Regions from separate parts of the Anser cygnoides genome. Here region 2 is linked to region 1. The links are chromatin contacts, called in public Hi-C maps. All regions are on one chromosome and are shown on one strand. The core of a region is the stretch at or near the end of the contact, and the rest is flanking DNA. Distances in the headings are between cores, read along the strand shown. Region 1 overlaps STARD9 (StAR related lipid transfer domain containing 9). Region 2 holds the start of STARD9 (StAR related lipid transfer domain containing 9).

What was found. A called contact is a pair of places that touch in the nucleus more often than the background predicts.
Region 2: a contact with region 1 is called in a Hi-C map of liver, with 2.5 times the contacts expected there. The contact joins the promoter of STARD9 here to the enhancer-like site in region 1. A contact is called at or near these places in 2 of 7 Hi-C or Micro-C datasets (granulosa cells and liver).

What each region holds. Positions count from the first base shown.
Region 1 is chr5:32,046,350-32,052,298 of Taihu_goose_T2T_genome, reverse strand. STARD9 (StAR related lipid transfer domain containing 9) reads left to right here. Exons shown (of 34, transcript XM_048064883.2): 4 at 2,246-2,362; 5 at 4,373-4,405; 6 at 4,492-4,553; 7 at 5,152-5,264. Among named protein-coding and RNA genes, the nearest start is that of STARD9, 48 kb to the left of the region's middle. Within about 2 kb of position 1,463, at least 1 of the 3 cell types and tissues checked has open chromatin away from gene starts, as enhancers often do.
Region 2 is chr5:32,093,296-32,098,943 of Taihu_goose_T2T_genome, reverse strand. STARD9 (StAR related lipid transfer domain containing 9) reads left to right here and starts at 1,903. Exons shown (of 34, transcript XM_048064883.2): 1 at 1,903-2,035. The coding sequence starts at 1,989.

The DNA of each region.
Region 1 (5,949 bases), core at 214-2,713:
CAGCTTGCTGCTCACTAGCAAATGTGCCTGTGCTCACAACCACCCTTCTGCTGAGTCCCTCAGCTACCACCATAGGCCCTCCATCCATTTAATATTCCTGGCTGGACTGTGGATCTCCCGCTCACTGGCACATCCAGTTTGAAGTTCACCAGCAAATTGCACAAGTGCACATCAACATGTACTGTGTCAAGAGAAAATGTCAGCCCTCCAAACCCCTCTTTTCCCATTACCCTTCTGGCCAGCAGCTGGCACCTGGGCCCTCAACTCTGATGCTGAGACCCTCACTTGCTTTACCCCAGTGGCTGGCACCTGGAACCCAGGCCCTGTGACCAATGGTCCCCTCTTTAGCTGCTGATACTGAGACACTCAGCCTGCTCCAGTTCCCTTAGTAGCTGGTACATAGACCCTGCGGCACGCAATCCCACTCCAGTTGCTGTCACTTACTCCCACTCACTCCACTTGCTGGTGCTGCTGGTGCGATGCCTGCTCACCTTCTGGCTCCATCACCAGCCCTAAACTTGCTCCAGTCTCACCAGCTGCTGGCATCTGGTCCTTACAGCACATGCGTGGGGTAGAGGGTGTGATTACATGGGAACATCAAGAAATTATTAAATAAGAAAATAGCATTGGCTGTGGTGGTCAGGTATGGGGCTCAGTCAGACAAGCGTACTGATCTGCTGCTTCTGTGAGACCAGCCACTTCTGCGCTCCTTCCTCTTCCCCAGTCCCCTTCCCTTAAATGTACCTTAATAAGCTTTGCGTAGCCCTGCAGCTGCACCTCAAGTATCCCAAATCTTTCTGTTCCTCTTATTTCCCCTGGCTTGTTGCTTAGCAAGTCCGGATTGGCCCTCTCTAAAGCTACATGTCAGTTTCTTCGTGGCCCATCAGGGACCGACTGGAGACTTTCTCTGCCTCTGTTGGCCCTTGTCAAGTCTGTTTGTGTCTGTGAGTTTTGTTCATGACTTTCAGTGTTACTTATGGCTTTCTTTGAATTGAGAAGGTCCTTGATCTGATAACCTGAATGAAGCAGATGTTCCCACATTCTACATACCTTTACACGTATAGGCAGGGGTAGTCAAATTCTTCTAAATGGGGATGTTATTGATTTTTCAGATGAAAATTAGCTCCTTGTTTCAGTTTGAGTTGAAGTACAATCTGAAAATAAAAGTCTCAGGAGGAGGATTTTAATCTCTTCTGGGCAGTTTAGATGGAGTGGTAATAACTATGAAGTTCATTTTTCTATTGAATTGTATATCAAATTAATACATTTATCTGTCTGCTGGAGAACCAAATGACCTGGTAACGGAAATCCTATGCATCATTCTATATACCTTAGCTAGTTTCCTGTGTGAATGGCAAGATCATTAATAGTTGCAACATTTCTTTTGAAAGGCTAATGCTGTGTTAAGGGCTTGGCGGCCTGCCTACTGGAACCTTTTGATCCAATGTGCACTTCCTAGAAAACTTTGCCAGGTGTCTTTTCAGCTGGTCTGTGGCAAGGCTTTGATGTTCTGAGAACATGGCCACAATTCGGGGCAGCTGTGTCTCCGAAAAGGAAAGGGAAAGCAGAATGAACTATTATCCCTGCCTCGCAATGTGAGTAGTCTAGCTGTCATGGCCCAACTTCTGCAGCCGCGGCGAGACCAATGTGAGGTTTGGAAGCTACTGACGGTGGTAGCCATACCTGGCTCTGTGTTAGGAGCAGCAGAAGGCACGTCACTGTGTGTGTGCCACGAACAGAAATGCACTTTAACATTTGGTGGCATTGCTTACTGACCAAATGGGTCAGAAAGAAGCATTGCCTGGGTGAAGTATAGCTTGCAGGCTATGGGTTAGGCTTTGGTTTTGACCTGTAATTCTCTTGTCTAATGCTCCTATTGATGTCATTGCTTCAAAGAGATGCTTTTCTGCTAGATTTATAGTGAGGACTATAAAAATATGGGTGGGTGGGGAAAGAGGATCCTCAAGAATTTACACGTCTTTTATTTTAAGCATAAAATAAGAGAAGGCAGGCAGGAAATCACAGTTAAACAATGCTCAGTTTGTGCTTGGCATACCAGTGTTTGGATGATCTGACGGGCGAATGCTGGACACTTGACATTGTGCCTGATAAATTAGAAATACAAATGCTATGAAGCTCATTGTTCATATGGTGTTATTAAAGCTGAAAGGTCTACAAGTAATGCAGATTGTTTCTAGGGAGGTATGTTACTCATGGACTGTTATGTCTCTGTTGGTCTTTCCAGGTGTTCCAGGACCTTGGCACTTCTGTGTTGTCAGGTGCATTTAGAGGATACAACATCTGCCTTTTTGCATATGGACAAACAGGTTCAGGAAAAACTTACACAATGATGGGAACACCTGTGAGTTACACCATTTGTTTTACACTTAGGGTTGAGGGTGGGATGTAGAAACATTGTTTTATTCTTAAACTGTGATTATGGTGCTGGTTTAGCAGAATGCTCGTGTATGTTTTTTCTTGGTGTTTTTTATATATAAAATAAGAGACAAACCTTTAGCCTTAGGTAAATAACATAGCATCGGCTAAAAAAATAGTGAATGTGGTGGTGTTGAAATATTTCTTATTTCTTTATTTTACTGTGTGTGAAACTTATTGCTGACTTAGAAGACATACTTAGAAGTATTTCTTCTCATGGATTTTTTTGGCAATTCTAGCCATGCTGAAATTAAATTATGTTCACAAATAAATCTGGATATAATTCAAAGGAATACTTTTATAACAAGCTTCATTATCTACTTGAGACATTTATCTGTTGCAGAAGCTATACTTTGGCCTGTGGAAACTAATATTTGCTTTGCTTCCAGCTTTGAAATGAATTGAATGGTGTTTTTAGAAACTGTTGCATGTTAAGTTACTTGGCTGCCAGGAACCACTTACAGTGCCCTTTACCCTTGGTACTCAGTTTGATGGGAGTCAGCTGAGGAATTCCTGTGTTTGGCTGCAACGCAAGGCAATTTGTTCTCTATCCATAAATGTTATTGGTTGTTGGTTAAGTGTGAGTTGCCTGTTAAAAGGAGAAATTCTATTTAATGTTTTTTTGAGTGGGCAGCTATTTACTTCCCCTATGCTAATTCAATTTATAAAGTGAAATACAAATAAAATTTGTTCAAGCTCCAGAGATACAAAAAGACTGTTCTGGCGTGGTTTGTGCTTTTGACAAGAGTTTGGGTTTATTTATTTATTTTTAATCCACAGACATCACCAACTGGATTTTGTCAGATCATGACCTGATTCTCTGTTTTGTTTTAAATCAAGCTTAACTTCTTGAAATGTTAAAATAAAAGTTGATGAGAGATAAACTAGGCTATTTGTATTAAATTGTTTTGGAAATATTTTAGCAATTCAGAATAGCCAACTCTTGAAATTATCATTATTTCTTTCTAAGAAAATTGCCAGGTTGTCTTGTTTCTTAGATATTTCTGGCTTATAAAGTGATTTGTTTCCTCTAATGAAATCCTGCTTTGATTTAATCTTTAGTAATATGCACTGTGAAACAGTGTTCATAACTAGGAAGAATCAAGTGTCTAAACTGAACTTTTGTCTGTGGTAGTATATCTACTTGAGGAATCCAGAATTTCTCTGTACCTCCAACCCTCTTCAAGCATACCCTTTAAAAGCCTTTCATGCTCTTCAGCAAGGAGATTCCACCTAAGCCTGAGATTCTCTCTCAGGGTGCTGCAGTCACCAAAGTGTGAGCAATCATGTCAGACAGTTTGTTACAAAAAAGCATAGTACTACTTCAGTGCTATGTAGCCCGTTGAGGCAAATTTTAAATTGGGTAGTTTGAGTGTTTTTAGCAGCTCATATCTTTTCTCTGACAGACCAGGTTTATAACTCTAGAACAGAAAGTTCTGTGATGCCATAGCACAAAATAAAGTAAGTAGAATAAGGAAAAATAAAATATCAGTAACCGATCAAACTAGTCTGTATTGTCCTGGCTTTACCTACATTGAAACACCCCTGACAAAGACCTGCCCAGTGTCTTTACATCAAACAGTGCTTGGAGCTTGGATGTAACCCAGCAAGTCTCTAAATTTCTTATTGATGCTGTGTAAGTTGCTCTAAAGTGACTTTTGCTACAAGAAACATTTTCATTGAAGCTAAGACAGGTGACATTTCACAGCACACTAGTCCCGTGCTAGATGCTTCAGCTGGAGTAGTAGGGCACCGCCATGCTGTACTGAACTGCAATACAGAGTGGTTTGTGTTGTAATCTACCATACAGTCATAACCTCAGTGCTGTGCCTTTCCATCCTTTTCTTATTATTTGGGTTTTATTTAAAAATTAATTTTGCAACAATGATAGCAAGTATATTGTTTAATTTTATTTTTTTTGTGTTGTTATTTGAAGGCATCCATTGGGCTGACACCTCGTATATGTGAGGTACTTATTTTTTGTTTCACTTGCAATTGTTTAAGCTGTTAGATTTTCTGGATGGATTTAAAATGTACATCAACTGGTTTGTGCAGGGCCTCTTTTCAAGGAAAGACGATTACTCAGACCAGGCAGCATCTTGCAGAGTAAAGGTCAGGTAAGTTTGTCATCATTTTGGGAATCCTATGGATGCTTTCAAAAATAAATTCCTGTAGTCAAACAAAGCAAAGACTAGTTTATTTTGTTTCTGTTTTCTCAGATAATAATCATTTCGGGACAAGGGGGAGAACACGGGGGAATGATGAGAAAGTGTTGGTTTCAGTTTTCCATCTCAGTATAGATCTGTCTGTTCACTTTTCTGTAGACAGCTGAATTTACTTCCTGTTTAACTTCTAAATTTGAGCCATAGTTCTCCATTCCATTCTTATTCATGGTTTCCACTGGCTTAATTAAGCACTACATTTGGAAACTTGAGAATTTAAGCTTACTAGTGTTAAAAAGGCAGATTTTGTGATTTTTTAAATTGCTTGATGCCTCTTGCTTCTTGGAAGTTTGCTACTCTTAGTTCTTTCAACATGCACTGTGTAAGAAGGAGCAGTAACAGAGATAATGAATTAATTAACTTTGTCATGAATGTCAATGCAAGATTTAGGTAGTTACACTGTCTACGTATATTCTTTCTGTTTTTTTTTTTTGCGTGTGTGTGTGTTTTTCCCAGTTATGTGCACTTAACATTACATTTTTTTGCTTTTCAGTTTTCTAGAAATATATAATGAGCGCGTCCGAGATTTGCTAAAACAGTCAGACCACAAGAAACCTTACACACTCAGAGTCAGAGAACACCCTGAAACAGGACCATATGTACAAGGTGAGAGTTGCTTCACTACTGGTATCAGAAATATATGTAAATGTGTATCAAGTCTTTAAGTATTGCATATGTTCCTGTCCTGATCTTTCCAGGTGTAGGTCATGTATGAGCCACAGTGTTTTGCTTTTGTTGTTTTCACATCTAACTTGAGCAAGAGGTCCACCAACATCAGCTCTAAATGGGTTGTACAGACCAGCCTAAAGTCCCTTTAATACCTGTTTCAGTGCTTGGCAGCAGTATATTTGTAAAATAATAATAATAAAGAAGTAGCTGCTTGATGTTCTAGACTGCACTATGAGAAGCAATTAAAATCTATATTACCCAAATGAGAACACAATATGCTTAATTTCCGTTCTTAAAACTCGTAAGGCACAGGATGAGTTATGTAAGTCTATTATTCAAACAACAACATCACATACTTTTTAACTCTCACTTGCAACTACAGTCCCTCAGGTGTCTTTGTGTTTTCTAGTGAATCATAGCTTTCAAATCAGGTGACAGAAGAGACTGGATGAAAACAAAAATCATTTTCCAATTCCGATGTCTGTCTTATTTTTAGTTCTTATTTTCTCCCATAATTTTTGTACATCCACTTCATGTCCACTTTTGATTGGTACCTTCGCTTCAGGGTCATGCATAGCTTTAAATTGGAATCTGGCCACTGTTGCTTTGTAAATTAGCACGG
Region 2 (5,648 bases), core at 654-3,153, 46 kb before region 1:
CTCCTCTTCTATTGCTTGCCCTGTATTCAGTGATCTCCTTAGAATGTAATTTTTTCCATAAGTATGACTGACAACTTAGCTACTGTGCCTGTTCCAATTCACAGTCTCGGTAGCTTTTATGTCTTGAAAAGATGTGTTGGTAAAACGTCACTGCCAGGACATCTATAAACCAGGACAGTTGTCTTTTGTGAACACCCAGTTTTATATTGAAGAAGTGGAACAAACATGCAGATATATTCCCTTCTGTTACTGCATCCTCAGTTATCTTAATTCTTTTTAGCTACAACTTGATTTCTATTTTTAAAAGTGAGTCCTTTATTTTTTTGAAAGTAACCACTAGGTGGCTCAATACCACACAAATTTCACCGTAGTTTAGGAGAGGTGCATCAAAACAAAGTAAAATTAAGGAAAAAATAGTTAGTTCTATGTTGAACACCTTCTGTTCAGAGTTACTTGTAATTGGTCTACTCAGTATTAAATATTTGAAAATTTCCAAGAATTCTGTTATTAATCTTTTTAGACTACATTATTCCGAAGGGTATGATGTCAAAGAGTATAACTTAACAATTCTCTAATATAGTATACAAATGCAGCTGATTTTCCTGTGCAGATTTTCCTCTCTTCTGCTGCCAAGAAATGTTAAAAAGACAAATTACTTGGATTAAGTCAAGCAGAATGTCAAGAGATAGGAGGATCTGAGCATATAAACTGGAGTTTGAGTCCTGTAAGCTTTAATCGGATCCCATTGTGGGATTTGAGCCCGAGGTCCCCCATGGTTCATTTCATACTTTGAAAATGATGGTCTTTTTATGCAACTGCAGAGAAGCTGTGATTTTTACATTCTGTGAGACTGGAAGAAACAGAATCCAGACTTCTGGAATTATGGTTCGTTGTCTATATTGCTGGTTTAATCTCTCTCTCAAATTGTCTTACAGTGATGCTTTAGGTCAGTCAGGTAAACTAAAGATATTGTAATCTAAGGCTCAGAGAGATAGGATGAGAACATTTCTAGTTAGGTTATTCATTATAATTCCTTGAAATGAAGATGAATTTGTACTTTTGCCATATCCAAAGAGCGAAGCATATTTTCTTGTTTTACTCCAGTATTGGAGACTTGTCTGTGGAAATGGTAGGGTTTAGTGAATGCAATTTGTCATTGACGTACTGATTCTTTCTTTAGTATGACTGAAGGGCTAAATCTATTGAATCAGACGGTGGTTCACAGCTTGTAGTATTTATTTTAACATCTCTGTGGTGGGTCATGAATTGGGAAAAGCAAGTCTGAAGGATTCATTGTATACCTTCACTCTGGAAGGTTTCTGTATTGTGGTATCTTTCATTTAGATTCCATGTTTCTGGAGCTTAAGTCAAGTCACCTCAGGGGGACGTCTATACTTAAAGTATATATAAATAGTGTAATTGAAAGGGAATGTAAGCATAGATTGCTTTATAACGTGAACCTATCTGCTGTGAAAGTACTGTAGTTGAGTGTTCAGATACTGCCCAATTTCTAGTATTTAGAAATACCCAAACCAGAAGCAAGTGCAATAAAATTAACAACTTTTGTTTTGTTTTGCCAGTCAGAAATCCTGTAATAGGCCTGGTATCCTGTTTGTGGCTGACAAATGCTACTTGCTCTCACCTCTCCTCAGTCATGTTGGTATTTGACAGAGACAATATTCTAAACGCAAATTGTTCAAGTTTTGGTGGGTTTAATATTAAGTGTAAAACCTTTGTCAAGGCAATAGACTAAAATTGCTTTAAATTCATCTTTGGAGGTTTCAAATCTGCAGGAGGGCTAGCTATTGCCACCACTCCGCTCGCCAAATCCGGTGAGGGCGGTGTGAGGGCAGCGGGCCCAGGCCTGTGCTCGGGCCGGGCCCGCCCCGGGGGCGAGGCGAGGCGGGGTCGGGCGGCTCCGCCCCGGGGCGCGGAGCGGGGGGCGCGATGCGGGGCCGGGGCGCGGGCGGCCGGGCTTGAGGCGAGCCATGGCCAACGTCAAGGTGGCTGTGCGGGTCCGGCCGTTGAGCAAAAGGTGCGTGGGGGCGCCGCGGGGAGGCTCCGTGACAAGCTGGGGTGCGAGGCGGGGCCGGGCCGGGCAGCGCCGTGCTCGGGACGGGGAAGGGGGAGCGGGGCTGGGGTCGTCCCTCCGGCGCGCCCAGTGGCTCGGGAGGCTTGCTTAGGAACCCCGAGGCTTTCCTCCTCCCGGGCTCCCCCAGATGGGACAGTTGTCATCCAGCGTGAGGGAGGCTTCTCTTCCCCCTCCGTTGTTGCTGGATTTTCCAGAGCCGGACATTCCCACTGGCGCTCGGCGCTGCTCCGCTCCCTCCCCGGCTGCTCGTCTCCAATAGGAAGGGCGGCAGGCAGGCAATATGGCTTGAGGACAACTCCCCCAAACAAGAAGGTGCCGCAGCACAGCGCGCTTGTGGGCTCTGGATCTAACGTGTGGTTGAAACCCTGCTGCAGGCTGTGGAAGTTCGGGGAGGAAAAGGAAGGAAAAGCAGATTTTAGTGGCTAGTAATTTACGCCTCCTGTCAGAGGAATGCTGTAGCGCTCCGGGCAGAACTGCTCAGAGGGCTGTCGCAGAGATTGGAGGCTGCCTTCTGGTTAGTGTGAGTCCCACGTTGCCTTCTGACTTCACTGCCTTGTGTGATAAATAACCCTTTCACGGAGCGGGGAAAATGATTCTGGAAGAGGTGCCCAGCCAGCACACTTGCCTAGTTGCTTAACCAGCAATACAGCAGCACACTTTGCACTTTTAGGTTATGATTTGCCTGTGGACTTTTTGTAGGAAGATAGCAGAGAATGCTGAATAAAGTAAAATAATGTAAAAACAAATCCCAAACAAACTAAAAAACAACCAACCGAGCAAAAACCAACCAACGAAACAAACAAAAACCATACAAACAAAACAACAACAACAAAAAACTGCTAGTCTTAAATAATAGAAAAGGGAAAGGTGGAAAGTAATTTACAGGTTTTCAATAAATTTTACCTTTGGCTCAAAACCAACTGATCTAAAAATATTCTAGCCATAATGACATTAAGAAAACAGATGTTCGGGTAATATAATTCTGATCTATAACACAGCTGTGGATAGAACAGATTTTCATAGATAGTGGCATATTTTAAGAAAAGTTGCAGCATGGAATTAAGCAAAGTTTAGCCTTTCATTGCTTAGTGTTGCTTTAATGTTGGAGATATTCTCTAATTTACTTCCGTACTGGTAGTCATTCCTAGCACTGACTGGTTAAATAAATTGCCATTATACTCTCTAGAAATAAAAAGCAGTACACAAAGCAGTACACAAATGCGAAGTATTAACATTAAAATGCCACTTTGGTAATGAGATCAAGTTGTTCAGACCATAGGACTCTTTTGTTTCAGCCTTGCAGAGTTACTCTGGAGATTGCAAGTACTTCCAAGTTTGACTTGACGATGTATTTCATTGTGCAGCCAATTACATTTGTTTCTCCCACAATAGCATTTGGCTTTGCATCGCTTTTGGCTTATTGTTTCTTCCCCGATGGGCAGTATCTAACAGTGCATACGTGATTATAGCATTAAATAATGCCTATAACTCTGACAGGTAGGGTGTGACAAACAGTAAAACCTTTGGCATAGTCAGCGTGGGCCAGCAGTTTGATAGAGGGTGTAGTTTGGGACGGTGGGTGGGAACAGAAACACAGCCTGGTACACAAGGGTGAAATGAATCTGGCACTGAAATGGAAATGTTTGTACAAAGGGGAGAACGGAAACCCAGGGGATAAAATGGGCAGAGACTGTTAAATAATTCCACCTGCTCAATCTGTGGCAACATAACTGATGGGATGGGGAGGCAGAGACCAGTCTTGTGATATTTGGCCCCAAAGGCAATTGCTGTTTATTCCCTGCATTGTGTTGCCACAGCTGAGGTCAGCAAAAGTATTCATGGTGGCTTTTAATTTTTCATAAGGGGGAAGGAGAAGTGGTCAAATGTTGTCTGTGAATGCTCTGAACTTGCTTTATGGTCTTGACCAAAATTGCCTGAACATAATGACTTCAAGGCAAATACCACATATGTGAACACTTAACATAACCTCGATAGAGACTGCAAAGCCTAAAGCTTTCAGTGAGAATAGAGGCCTACTCTTTCTATTTCAGTTTCTTAAACCACCTCCATATTGTGGTCACTTACACCTCTCACCCTCTATATACACGCACGCCATGATGGCCATTAACAGGTGCCCATGTTGCCAGAGCTCCTAGGATCTGCTAGGTGCTTCAAAAGGAAAAGCTACCTGCAAAAAAAAATCGACTTAAACTGAAGTACAGTAATGTGTGCAATTGCAGTTCCAGTGATTAAACTTTGATTTTAAGAGTCCCGAAAATGGAGAAGCTATGAGCAAACGCTAGCACCAGAGCGTTAGTTGGTCGTTTCTAGACTATGCAAACTTTACGTACTTATTTCTTCATTTAATTTACATGGGCAGGCAAACTTTGTTTTTGCATCTTGAAGTTTACAGAATATTTGGAAGTTAAAATATCTTAATATGGGACATAACAAAATCCTACTTTCTGTATAAAGTATCTATTTATTATAAACTATTTTAATCACATCTGCTACTTGCTGTTTAGCGTAAGGCAAAGAGTGGTCTTTTTGTTTTGTGCCTGTACAGCACCCATCACAATGTATTCTTTGACACTCTGTGCCAGCTCTTCAGCTCCTATGCACAAATAATCCCCCATGGTTAAAAAGCACATACAGTTGTACAGAGTGCAGAAATTTTTCCTTTGACTGAACTTTAAATAGCTTGTGGCTAATGTTCTTCATAATGCCATCAGTCATTCTGTAACAGACTAAGCTATTTTTTGGCATCAAAGCATTGTCAGAAAAATCCCTTGAGTATGTTCCGTGGAGTGGCATTGCTTCCAAAAATCTTTATTACACATTTACAATTATAAGTCCAAAAAAAATTACATTGTGTTCACATGAATACTTGTTCTCCATAACTGCATTTGCCCCTTTTTGAACATCCGCAGTGTTAGGCATGCCTGTTGACTATTTAGGTAGGCCAGTAGAAACCAATGCTAGTTTTTATGTGCTGCTGGCTTTAAAAACATGTCTCTGTGGTAGCCTGCCCCAGTTGCAGTACCTAGTTGTGACAGCCGATTTCTCTTTCTGTGGTCCTCAGCTACGTGGTGCATGAGAGGAGGAAGGGGAGGCCGTGTCTGCACACGGGTGGTGTGTCCAGGACCGCATAGTCAGGACCAGCACAAGAGGGACATGGATGTATTAGAAAGAGTCCAGAGGAGGGCCACAAAGATGATCAGAGGGCTGGAGAACCTCTCCTATGAAGAGAGGCTGAGGGATTTGGGATTGTTCAGCCTGGAGAAGAGAAGGCTCCAGGGAGACCTTTCAGTACCTAAAGGGGGCCTACAGAAAAGCTGGGTAGGGACACTTTGTCAGGGAGTGTAGCAATAGGCCAAGGGGGAATGGCTTTAAACTAAAAGAGGGTAGGTCTAGATTAGATATGAGGAAGAAATTCTTTGCTATGAGGGTAGTGAGGCACTGGAGCAGGTTGCCCAGAGAAGCTGTGGATGCCCAGTCCCTGGAAGTGTTCAAGGCCAGGTTGGATGGGGCTTTGAGCAACCTGATCCAGTGGGAG